Linked DNA regions of Mus musculus: all the other regions are linked to region 3. The links are chromatin contacts, called in public Hi-C maps. All regions are on one chromosome and are shown on one strand. The core of a region is the stretch at or near the end of the contact, and the rest is flanking DNA. Distances in the headings are between cores, read along the strand shown. Region 1 holds the start of Resf1 (retroelement silencing factor 1). Region 2 holds the start of Etfbkmt (electron transfer flavoprotein beta subunit lysine methyltransferase). Region 3 has its middle 50 kb from the start of Amn1.

Region 1 (3,736 bases), core at 1,034-3,533, 71 kb after region 3:
CTCCTTCCCAGATTCTGGGATTAAAGGTGTATGCCACTAAACCCAGCAGAGGGTGCGTTTTTCTTTCAAGTACTTTGTAGAACATTTTGCCATTTCATTTGCAGATTGATAATGAGGTCATCAACAGCTTATCTTTGTTGAAGCCTGCCCCCACTAGCTGTAGCCCTTTTTTTTCCATGCCTATCAGCGATTTCATATTGTTGCTAATAATATTCCTGCCAGTCATTAACACAAAAAAATAACTTGACTCAGAGAAAGGTCATGCTGAGCACACATCCTGTTATGTTTGTTAATCTTAAGAAATTCCACAAAACTTTAGGTAGGACCTGTTAAATCAAAGGTCAATATGGATTGTCATGTCTAAAATGGCTTGTCAGAGATGATCACCAAGCAGTGCACCTTCGTGCACCTGAGTTTGAGCTCACTGTGGTTTTTGTGGCTGACATTGAAGAATGCTACTAATAATCCAAAAAGTTATGATTATAATACTCATGTTATCTCAAATTTCACCCGTTTGTAAGACCCCCACCCTCGGTCAGTGATACTTACTTCAAGACAACTCCAACACTGAGACAGATAGATGCAAAAAGCAAGAGGTTTATTTTCTGGTGCGATGGGATCGACCTTCAATTAGTCTCTCAAGGAGAGTGACTAGAAGGTGACTCTGAACAGCTACTGCAGTTTTTATACTTTTTAAGGGCACAGGTTACATCAGAAAGGTTACAGTTCAAACTTATTGGCTAACCATATTGACCTTTAAATCTATTGGCTAGAAAGCATGGGTAGATCATGACGTGCATTTGAACTCTATCTGGGACTTTCCAGAGGGTCAGGTGACTATCAGTCAGTACATTCTGTGGTTTTTCTGAGAATTGTTTACTCAAGAAAGTTCCTGTGGGTGGAGAATGGAATTTGACTTGGTCTTGACCTCAGGTGGGAGGGAGAAGCAGAAGTGGGGAGAGGGAGTGTAAGACTGGCAAAAGCCCTTAGGGTCCTTCATGTTCACCACCCATGTACCACCCTCTGTAGAAATCATAGTTTTAGGGGTCAAAATGAACCGACCAAGTCTACAGCTGCCAAAACAAGATTAGCAGTTCTCAGAAAAATAACAGTTCTCGGAAAAAGTCTCCTGCCCCACCTCGCACTAAATTCCGAGAAAAAACACAAACTGACCTTCTTGCCAGAATTCCCTGAAACATTAGTAGCTGACCAATGAGTTTTAAAATATACTGCTGCTTTGCTGACCCATCATAATATGGCTGTCCAACCCTCCACAAAATGTATAAAGGAACTATGCTTTCTGAGCTCTGGGGTTGACCCTCCCTGCGACGTGTCAGAACAATAAACCTCTTGCCATTGCAGCGATCTGTTGTCAAGTTGTGTTTTTGGGCTTGCGCACCCAGGGTAAAGCCTCGGAGGTCTTACACCTCCATTCCTTACCTAGGACCAATCAGCTTAAAAGTTAGCTGATAATACTTTGCCTAGTAAGCCTACTGCTTCCCTTCTTGCCCATTAAATGTTTTGTTATTTTCCCTATAAAAAGCCTACCCTGAGAGCAGACTAGGAATATAATTATGTTTCTGAGTTCTTTTTGCAGTCCTGAAGGTTTATTAATAGGGTAAGTGTTCAGTAAGTTGCTTAACTGGATCACTGTTCATATACTTTTGTTAGTATATGAACATGAATCTCTGAAGAATGATATCCCAGACTCAAATACTATGCAACAGCAAACAGCATTTATTGAACAAATTCCTGCACTCAGGAGCCCAATTCCATCAGGCCAATTCACTCTTTTCAGTTTGTGTGGCGATTCCTGAACCCCAACAATATATTTCCACTGGCCCTTGACGTTTCACTCCAGAAGCCCTTGTAGAAATATAGTTTTAGCAGTCAAAATGACCAGACCAAGTCTAAAGCTGCGAAAACAAGATTAGCAGTTCTCGGAGAAATAACTATAACAAATAATAACAGTTCTCCTGTCCCGCCTCGCACTAAATTCCAAGAAAAACCACAAATTGCTCTGACCTTGCTGCCAGAATTCCCCCGCGACATTGGTAGCTGACCAATGAGTTTAAAAATATTCTGCTGATTTGCTGACCCATCATAATATGATTGTAAGGCCTGGGGGTCTTACACCCTCAGGTGATTCTCATATAAATTCTAGGTGCAAGGCTGAGCTTTTTTCTCCCCTCAGACTGTAGAAGGCACACCTGCCCGGCACTAGGACCGCGGCCCTGGTGCAAGCGCTCGGGGGCGGAGTGGGGACCCAGCTGGACCCGCCCCAACGAAGGCTGCCACCAAACCTCTGCGCGCTCTGCGCTTGGCAGAGGCCTCGTCCCTTGCTATTGGCGTGTAAGCACCCGCCGGGCGGCAGGTCTGCTTCGGATCGGGCTTTTGTTCGGCCCCCTGGGCTCGGGGCTGGGTTTTCGCCACCTCTGTCCCGGCGGAGGGGCGCCGCCCGGGTCCTCGCTGTACCGCGGGGTCGCTGCGCGCCGGGCGGGCGCGGTCTGAGGTTGTTGGCCCGAGAAGCAGGCGGGCTTGTTGCAGCTAAGCGTCCCTTCCGGTTTCGGAAGGAGAAGCAGAGCTTTGTTTTGTTTTTCGGTTTCTTTCTGTCTCGGTCTTCCGCTCCTTGGCCCCCCTGCGACCCAGCGGAATTGCCTTGCGCTCCGCCTTCGAGCGCCCAGGCCTGTGTGAGCGCCGCGGCCCGCAGCATCTTGGAATCTGTTTGCATTTGTGGTACTTAAGAGTGCCTTCCTAGAAAAATGGAAAAACAGGTAAAGTGGGTGAGCTGGCTTGCATTTCAGTAGGCCAACTACAGAACTTGCGTGGGGATTTAAATTGTCTGCTGGGTGTGTTACAGTTAAGGGGAATCTTAAGTTTGTTTCTTGTTACCATTCAGATATACTAAGGTCTTAGTTATTGCTCCACTCAGCCCCCATCAGGTTCTCTTTTATCAGTCCACTAAAATTACTAAAGAAGTATTTTTGCTTTGGTATTAAAGGGCAGTAGTGGACTTGGAGAAGCCCGCTTGAATTCTAGTGGCAGGGAATATTTTGAGAGTAGCCTAATTCAGTAGTTTTGTTTTTAGCACAATTGAAATAAATTCAGTAAACTTAGTATGGTCTCAATGACACTGTAAGGGAAATGTACTAGACCTTAACTCTTGCTTTCTTGTTTCTTGATTTTCATAGAATTAGAGGCGTGAATACCTTGTGGAAGAGATTAAAAGGTAAAATTGTATTTACAGGTAAGTTTGCCTTTTATAAAGCCTATCCTGGTTCTACTGGATGACTATTTGCATTGTACCGTGGACTAACTTATTTTAGAATAAAGAGTATCATTGAATCAACACTAGTTAAACCTACAGAACTTGCCTAGCATGTGCTTGCCTTCAATTTTTGCATTTGGGAGACCAAGTCAGACAGATCTTTGAGTTAAAGGCTAGCCTAATCTACATACCAAATTTCAGTTTAGCTAGGACTGCATAGTGAAAGACTCAAAAAACTATCACCAAACAAAACTGTCACAGATCCAATGGGACACAGTAGATTTGATGGCAAAGCTTAAGAAATAATGTTGTTGGTATGGTACTTAACAATTTTATTTTTTGCCTTCATGAGATAGAGGAGAGATGATTTTTGCATTTTTTGTTTTGTTTTGAATTTTGGCAGTGTTCGAGATAGAACTCAGCCAGATTGCTACCCTGGAAAAGATTATGGTAGCTGGTGAATTAAAG
Region 2 (3,859 bases), core at 541-3,040, 97 kb before region 3:
AATATGATTGGTCAATGCAACAGTCCTCCCATTATCAGAAAGGAGCATACCATTCATTCGAGGCAAAGGATAATACATTTGGGGCTGTTACTTGGTATAATGGTGGTGTTCTCCTTACAGGCTCTTAGAGATTTTAGTTATGAACAGCTGGGAAATCATTAAAAGGAAAGCACAGGGCCCTGGACTAAAGGTTTAGCTCTGGTAGAACTATATATCTATCATGAAAGGACAGGATGAGAGGGTAAGTTATAAGTACAGATCTATCTATCATCTATCTATCTATCTATCTGTCTGTCTGTCTGTCTGTCTGTCTAAGGCAAGGTTTCTTGGTCTAGCCTTGACTGTTCTGGAACTGGCACTATAGACCAGGCTGACTTTGAACTCACAGAGATCTACCTGCCTCTGCCTCCTGAGGGGTTAAAGGCATATGCCACCACTGCCAGTCTCCGATTTTTAAAAATTCCTCCAACCCTCCCAACCCCCCATTTTTGAGATAGGATCTCACTAGGTCTGGGACTTGCTATGTAGATCAGGTTGGCCCTTATCTTACAGAGCTTCACCTACCTATACTGGCTAAATTCTGGGATTTGAAGCACATGTCACTACATCTGGAACTTTAAATTTTTCATTTTTAATTATGTGTGTCTGGGTATGTCTTCGTACATGAGTACGAAGTACCCAAGTAGGCCAGAGATATCAGATCTCCTGGAGCTGGGATCACAGGAATTGTGAACCACCCTATATGGGTCTGAGAAGAGAACTCAGATCCTAGGCAAGCACTATACATGTTCAACCACTGAGCATTTCTCTGGCCGCTAAATACAGATTTCTAAAGTTTGTATTACATGTATGTATTCTGGTGTGTGTGTGTGTGTGTGTTGGGGGTGATAGTCAGAGGACAGTTCTTCTTTCCTTCTACCATGTAGGTCCTGAGAAACTCAGGTTGTTAGGCTTGGCAGTGGGCCTCTACTCATTGAGCCACCTAGATAGAGTCCAGGTTTTGTTTCCCTTCCCTTCCCTCCCCTCCCTTCTCCTCTCCTTCCCTCCCTTTTCCCTTTCCCTTTCCCTTTTTCCCTTTCCCTTTCCTTTTGAGACCGTGTCTCATCTATCCCAGGCTAACTTCTAACTTGCTGAGTATGACCTTGAACCATCCTCTCCTAAGTGCTAGAATTAGAGATGGATCCCAGGGTCTCATGCTATATAAACATTCATAATAACTGAGTTACATCCCCAAGCCCCAAATCAGATTTTGACCAGGCATCTGAAGAACATTTTTCAATTTGTAAATTTAGATACAGCAACATGGTTTGCCATTTTCTTAGTTTGGGATGTTTTTCTTTCTTGTACATCATAGCAGATTTTCGGTAATGAAGGTGAAATGGGTTAATTTTGAAGTCTTGAGTTGAGGGGCCAGTGGAAAATTTAGTCATTAGAAAGTTGGATATAATAGATCCTGAACCTACAGGCTGAAAACAGTCTTACGTGTGACTTTATAATTATGACACACCGCAACTGAATGTCATAAAACTTTACTTGCCACTCCAGGTTCATACTCTTAACAGTATGCTTGGCATACAGTGCTAGCAGCATAAGTCCAGCAAGAGGTTTTAGAAATCAGAATTCGCAGACATGGCTCACACGAGTTGTGCAATTGCGCTTCATTCAGGTCTATAGGGTCTGACCTGAGGAGTCGCCAGGTTAGGGCTTCGGCGTTCCCAGTTGCCTTGGGAACCGAGGGACATCCAAAACAAAACACAGTTCGAAAGAGGGCGGAGCCGGTGCGTAAGCCCTTCGGTCCGGGCGGCCCCGCGTTCCGCGTCTCATTGGTTCCAAATTTCGCCGCCTTCACGTACCCACTACGCTGTGTAGTTAGAGCCACGGGCTCAGTCTTCCTCTCCCGAAAAAGGAGACCTACCGTACTTGTTTTTTTTTTTCTCCTGCACGTGAAGGGCGAGTTCCACTTGCTGATCGAATAAAGTCAGGTAAGGCCACAAGGACTGCACTACCCTTTAAAGTAGACTCCTGTCCTTTGTTTTGGAGGAAAGTAACGTGGTCACAACATTGTTTGGAGTTTAACCTTTTTGTTTGCTTGGCACAGAGTCTCAGGTTGTAGTCTCTGGGCTGCAATGTAGCCTAGACTGTTTCGAGTTAGAGGCAGCCCTGCCTTACTTAGCTTCCCAAGTAATGAAATTAGAGAAATGCCCTGCACTGTTTGCTTGTTTACGTACTTTATCTGTGTGTGCACGTGCGCCTGTGGAGGCCAGAATGTGTCTCCAGAAGCTAAGACATTGGAATCTGTGGACCTGTAGAAGAAAAGCAGCTCTCTTAATACCCGAGCCTTCTTTCTAGGCGGTTGGTTAGTTGGTTGGTTCGGTTCGTTTATTCGTTCATCCATCCATCCGGTCTGTCTGTCTGTCTTTTTGTAAAGTAGTAGTACAGGGAGGCAGTCCTACAGTGGGCAGATAGGAAGAGGGGCCATGGATGGGTAATAAAGGTGGAAAACTTTAAAGATGGTTGGCTTTTCCTCACCCACCTGACCCAAGACCAAAAAAAAAAAAGCCTGGCAATTTAAAAAGCCTTGTAGCTTTTTCTCCTTCCCATGCTGATGGCCTGGTTCAAAAAGTTCAAAGCCAGATCAGGGCAGTTTTTCAACCATTTTCTCATTCTTCAAAGTGACTCACACTAAATTAGGGGAGGAAACCTCTTCAGAGACTTCAAAATCAAAAACAACCCGTCCCCCCAATTCTCAAGAAGGGACTATTTTCAGCTACCCTCTGCTTTGCCGAGGAGGGGCTTTTTCTCTGCGTTTGCTGCATGTGTGTGTTTCTTTACCCCAATAAAAGCATTTCTTCAACATCTGATTCTGTCTGCTTCTGTCTTCAGGTTTTGATATTTCTCCACTGCTACCTGTTGAGCTCAGAAGTTTTTAAACTCTTGGCAGAGAAAACTGAATCCAATCAAGAACCTTTAGACAGTAATGCCAGTTCAATCAGGTATTACCGAGTACACAGACAGGGCTGACTTGAATTCTTATCATTGTTTCCTTTTTCCATGGAGATCTGCCTGCCTCTGCCTCCCAAGTGCTCAGATTAAAGGCCAGGAGTTTACTATTGTGCCCAGCCTGATGTCATTCCAGTAACATAATTTGAGTACCTACCTAGATTGGCTTTATAACTTCATAACCAAACTGCCAGTGCTGGGAAGACATGGTATCCTAATACACAGTAATTCCCATATTACTCTGCTGTAAACCTTAAAGCTCATATGGTAGAGTGCTTGCCTTGAATGCATGAAGCCCTGGATCTGACCCAAGCAACAATAAACCTTGGAGGGAGGAGGAACACTACAAATTTGATGTCTGTTTGGTCTACATAGTGAATTCCATTGCAGCCTGGGCTATGGTATAAGTCTATATTTTATTTGATGGATATGCTTTGCCTGCATGTGTATAAACACACTGTGTGTGGTGTGTGTGTGTGTCTGCTGCCTGAAAAAAGCCAGAGGAGGGCACCAGATCCCCTGGAACTGAAGTTATGATTGTGAGCTGCGTGTGGATGCTAGGAACCGAACCTGGGTCCACTGCAAGAGCATCAGGTGCTCTTTAACTGCTGAGCCATTTCTTTACATGCAAGGCTATCCTAAGACCAAAACAAACAAAAAGATATACCTTATTTCATTTCATGAACATTGTTATAAAAATAGTATGCCTGTATATTTGTGATTATGAATTACTGAAAGGATTTCACAGGAAAAAAAAAAGTGGGCCTGGAGAGATGGCTCAGCGGTTAGGAGCACTCACTGCTCTTCCAGAGGTCCTGAGTTCAATTCCCAGCAACCACATGGTGACTCACAACCATCT
Region 3 (4,264 bases), core at 1,204-3,703:
AGGTATCAGGACAGTGTCTGATAGCCCCTGATTGGCTGCCCAAAAAGGTAGTTTTTCCTGGAATTGATTTGTCCAGTTTTGGGAAACAGAAACTCAGGCCTAGTCTCCTGACCTAGCATCTTGCAGTCTGTCATAGAGTCAGTCTAACTTGGCCCTCTCATTAGAAATAAAATTTAAATGTCAGGTGGTGGTAGCACAGAAATGTAATCCCAGTGCGAGCAGCAGAGGCAGGCAGATCTCTTTGAGTTTGAGGCCAGCCTGGTCTAGAGAGTGCATTTTAGGATAGTAAAGGCTAAGCAGAGAAACCCTATCTCCAAAGACAAAAGAATATATAAATAAGGGCTGGTGAGATGGCTCAGCGGTTAAGAGCACTGACTGCTCTTCCAAAGGTCCTGAGTTCAAATCCCAGCAACCACATGGTGGCTTACAACCATCCATAATGAGATCTGACACTCTCTTCTGGTGCATCTGAAGACAGCTACAGTGTACTAATGTATAATAATAAAAAATAATATATAAATAAAATAGAAAGAAGAAAGAAAGAATTCAATAAATTATGATTAAAATGCTAACACCATTCAGTTCATTTAACTGATTTCATTTGATCATTGTCCAGCCCTTTCCTGGCACATTTCCAATAAATTATACTGATTTCTCAAACGGTGATATTATAGATGGGAAACGCTTAGCCCAAATTATTTACTTATTACTTTATTTTACTTTTTTTAAAAAATATGCTGTTATGTATCCCAGACTGGCTCTGCTGCTTCCTAGGTGTCAGGTCCTGGACAAACTCAGGAATGGCTAACTGTAGTGCCTATTAGCATACTTAGCATAAGTGCATGATTGCCTCAGGCTCTTTCAGTGTCACAAGTACTGGTTTTATAGTCTATGCTGCTCCTGGCTCTTCAGAATTTATCACTCTGCCCAGTACCCTAAACCTCTCCAGCCCAGAGGTGAAGTGGAAACTTAAGGGTTCTTTGGAAAGTCATTTGGATGGTGTTTTGCACACATGAAGGAATGTGTCGTTAAAGTGGACACAGGTGTGAAAGGCCAACATAAATAGGAAAGTTTCACTGAAGCAGACGCAGGAGAGAGGATATTCTGTTAAAGCAAGCACATGAAAAGACACATGAGGAAGAATTCTTTGCTAACAGTATGCATGTATTGGTCTGGCTTATTGTATAGTCCAGCTACATTTGTTGAGACTCCATAGAGAGAAATATATCAAAAAGCTTCTGGTAGTGTTCAAACTCAGGCTGATTGGCAGAGTGATGTCAGCTGAGACAAGACTCATGTTGAGGCGAGACACATGGTGAAGCAAGACCCATGGAGGACTTATGATATTTGGAAAGAGTATAAAAAGGCTCAAGGGACAGTGACGGGGACTGAGCTAGGCTTGTTGGTACAGTTAACTGTGCAACACTTGTGGGTCTTGAGTCTTTGCTGATCCTCCTGGAGTTACTCTGGGTCCCTCTGGCTGACTTGCACCGAGACTGAGGCCTGGCTGTCTCTGCTAGGTTCTGCCACACTTCTGTTAGGTCCTGCCACATGGCTGCTGAGTCTTGTTTGCCCTCCTGACTCTACTGAACTGGACTGCTGTTTTATGAGTTGCCACTGCTAACCTGTGAACTGAACTTCAAATTTCCATAAAACACAGATAGGAGTTGCTCTGATGAACCTTTCTAAACAAGTCATCTTCCTCCATATGCTTTCTTTTCCACTAACTCTGGTGGGTGGTGGGGTACAAGGGAGATAAAAATGTTTAAGAACCATCATTAAAAATAGGTTTTGAAAAAATGTAAAATTACACAGAGGCTTTGCCTTTCTTCCTCCAGTTACTCTTTCCTATTAAAACCAGCCATTTTGGCCAGTCACTCTTGGTCCTCTTGGCCCTTTCTTCCTCCTGCTTTTCTTCCCCTCCCGATGCTCCACCCCTTTCCCTCTCTTAGCCCTGTTCAGTCTACTACTTTCTTTCCCTGTTTTGGACTTTTTCAAATGCCTGTGGCTGTACTACCTCATATATTCGATAAAAATCTTTCCCTAACCATACCTTGAGGTGGTCAAGTCCTCATTTCCATTCTCAGTTACTGTGTAACTGAGAATAACATAACTTCTGCTTCTTCAGGGCTGAGATTATAGGTGTTTGACACCACACCCAAGACAATTAGTTTTAGTAACATTATATAGGTCAGAAGACTAAGTAACAAAATGGTTTGCCTAGCTAACACACACACAAAATCAATTCTTCCCTTTCCACATTCTCCTTTTTCCAGCCTTGGTAATTAAGGTTTCCACCATTGTCCAGATAGCCTTCTGAGCTTGCAGCAAAATGGGGGACTCCCTTTACCAGCAGGGTTTCTCCTTCTCTGACTTTGTCTGGGGAGCCCAAAACCCCTATACCTCTACCTGTGGAATGTCACATAGCTTTGGTGAGATTAAACTGAGCTTTGGCTTCCTTCCTCCTGATAAGAACTTGTTCAGGAAGCACTTGAGATTCCCGGAATGCCTTTCCATGCAAATGAGGCATTCACAGAATTTTAAAACTCTAGACAATGATTTTTATTTACCCTGAAAACTCCTTCCTACTGTCCAAGGTCCATATATATCAGATTTACCCCGAATAAAGTGTATACATACAAGCCCACACCAATAAAAATATGCACAATCTAAGATCATCTCAGAGTGCTGTTTCATTGAAGATGGTTGGAGATGGCCTTTGTCTATAAGAGCTGTAAACATTATGATCCTTGAAACACTAACATCCTCTGGGAAGACCTTTTCCCCACCACCCTCTTGCCCCAGGTACTCTCTTTCAGCAGGGCCAGGATCCTGCAGAGCTCCATCCATTCTGGACTCTGCTTCATCCTGCCAGCTTGGTGTACAGTAGAATCTGGACATCCTGAGAGGGAAGAAGGAAATGGAACCACAACTGGATTTCAAAACACATATCACACTTCTCTTTGTCCTTTTATCTAGTAATAGAGAATCAAATTCAGGTCCTAGTGTATAGTATATAAGCACTGTACCACTGAGCTGCACCTCCAGCACTTGGTGTGTTTGAGACAGGGTCTTGGTATGTACACTTCACACTAATCTGAAATTTGAGATCCTTCAATCTCAGCACTTCACTCCTACCCAGACTGCTGGTATTGGAAATATTAAATGCTCAGTTTGGGCTCACCAAAGACTTTTCATATGAAACACCTTTCAAATTTCTTTTACTGAAAGTATAAGTAGACAATATTTCTCCCACACTGCCTTGTGCTTTTTAGCATCTCAACCTTATAAGGCCACATCAAATGAGGTCAGGACATTTATACAAGGTGATGATGTTAACCCATTAGCTCAACAAGTACAAGGAAGGATTTTTGCACACAAGATGCTGTTAAGGGTCTGAAAAAGACCGAAGGAAGACCCAGACTCAGATAGTATGAAAAGACAAAGAACATTTATTCTGCAGAAACAACCAGCATTTGGGGGGTCAACTGTTCTTCAAAGTGGTGACGCTGGACAAAAGTGTGCAGGCCTTTTTAAAGGGCATTTGGGGAAATTTCTAGAAGGATTAGGTAGTCTAAACTTTGATTGGTGGGTTGCTAGGGGATCAGAGGGGTCAGATTCTGATTGGCTTGTGCCATAGGTCTGCATTCCTATGTCTTGAATGTTTAACCAGAGTATAAGATAGGGCTGCCTAGCACAGATAACCCATCCTGAGATAAGATCTTTTTCCATTCTTGTTTTATCTCCAGGTTATTACTTGGGAGAGGGTTTTAAGATCTTGTTCCTGGATTTGCTGTCTGTTCCTGGAACTGGTACCTTATGACTTTCTTTTTTAAATGAAGCCTGGTTCTTAAATTGGAGACATATGGGGTTTATGTTGTCCTTTCAATGTTCTATCTAAAAGAGAAATGTGGTAGCACATGTCAGTGATTGAAGGGGCTGAGGCAGGAAGACTGGTTCAAGTATGGGACCAACCTCAGTTAGAGTCAGTTTCACCTCAGCTTTACTATAGCTGGACTTTGCTACTTTGTGGGTTCTTTTCCTATGTTCTATCCCCTCCAGTTTCACCCCATCACTAAATAGGAGGAAAAGAATAGGGGGAAGACAGATAGAGATCCATGAATCTAATTTCTTTCCTTTTGTTTCTTCTTTTTGAGCACAACTACTAACAAATTACAACTAACTCCCCTGAGTGACCACCAATGACGAACCACTCCGATTGGTGCTCTAGCATTTATAGCTGACTTCCAGGCAGCTAGGACAA

The links. Hi-C and Micro-C count contacts between places; a contact is called where the count stands out from the background.
Region 1: a contact with region 3 is called in a Hi-C map of the G1E-ER4 cell line, with 3 times the contacts expected there. The contact joins the promoter of Resf1 here to the enhancer-like site in region 3. A contact is called at or near these places in 3 of 39 promoter capture datasets (the HPC-7 cell line and liver), 6 of 484 Hi-C or Micro-C datasets (the G1E-ER4 cell line, the HL-1 cell line, bone marrow-derived macrophages and 3 more), 7 of 115 datasets of contacts at active chromatin or transcription factors (the 230-238 cell line, the SCID.adh cell line, bone marrow-derived macrophages and 3 more) and 2 of 9 other capture datasets (adipose tissue and pancreatic islet).
Region 2: a Hi-C map of the G1E-ER4 cell line shows a contact between it and region 3, with 2.6 times the contacts expected there. The contact joins the promoter of Etfbkmt here to the enhancer-like site in region 3. A contact is called at or near these places in 1 of 39 promoter capture datasets (macrophages), 12 of 484 Hi-C or Micro-C datasets (the G1E-ER4 cell line, the HL-1 cell line, the STO cell line and 2 more), 7 of 115 datasets of contacts at active chromatin or transcription factors (embryonic stem cells, extraembryonic endoderm stem cells, fetal liver and 4 more) and 2 of 9 other capture datasets (adipose tissue and pancreatic islet).

What each region holds. Positions count from the first base shown.
Region 1 is chr6:149,307,131-149,310,866 of GRCm38.p6, forward strand. Resf1 (retroelement silencing factor 1) reads left to right here and starts at 2,284. Exons shown (of 5, transcript NM_026054.3): 1 at 2,284-2,774; 2 at 3,192-3,247.
Region 2 is chr6:149,139,723-149,143,581 of GRCm38.p6, forward strand. It overlaps Etfbkmt (electron transfer flavoprotein beta subunit lysine methyltransferase), which reads left to right and starts at 1,791. Exons shown (of 5, transcript NM_001252095.1): 1 at 1,791-1,982; 2 at 2,884-2,993.
Region 3 is chr6:149,236,083-149,240,346 of GRCm38.p6, forward strand. No RefSeq gene overlaps it. Among named protein-coding and RNA genes, the nearest start is that of Amn1, 50 kb to the left of the region's middle. Within about 2 kb of position 2,454, at least 13 of the 459 cell types and tissues checked have an H3K27ac peak or open chromatin away from gene starts, as enhancers often do. A contact at or near this core is called in the G1E-ER4 cell line, extraembryonic endoderm stem cells and trophoblast stem cells, where this site is marked.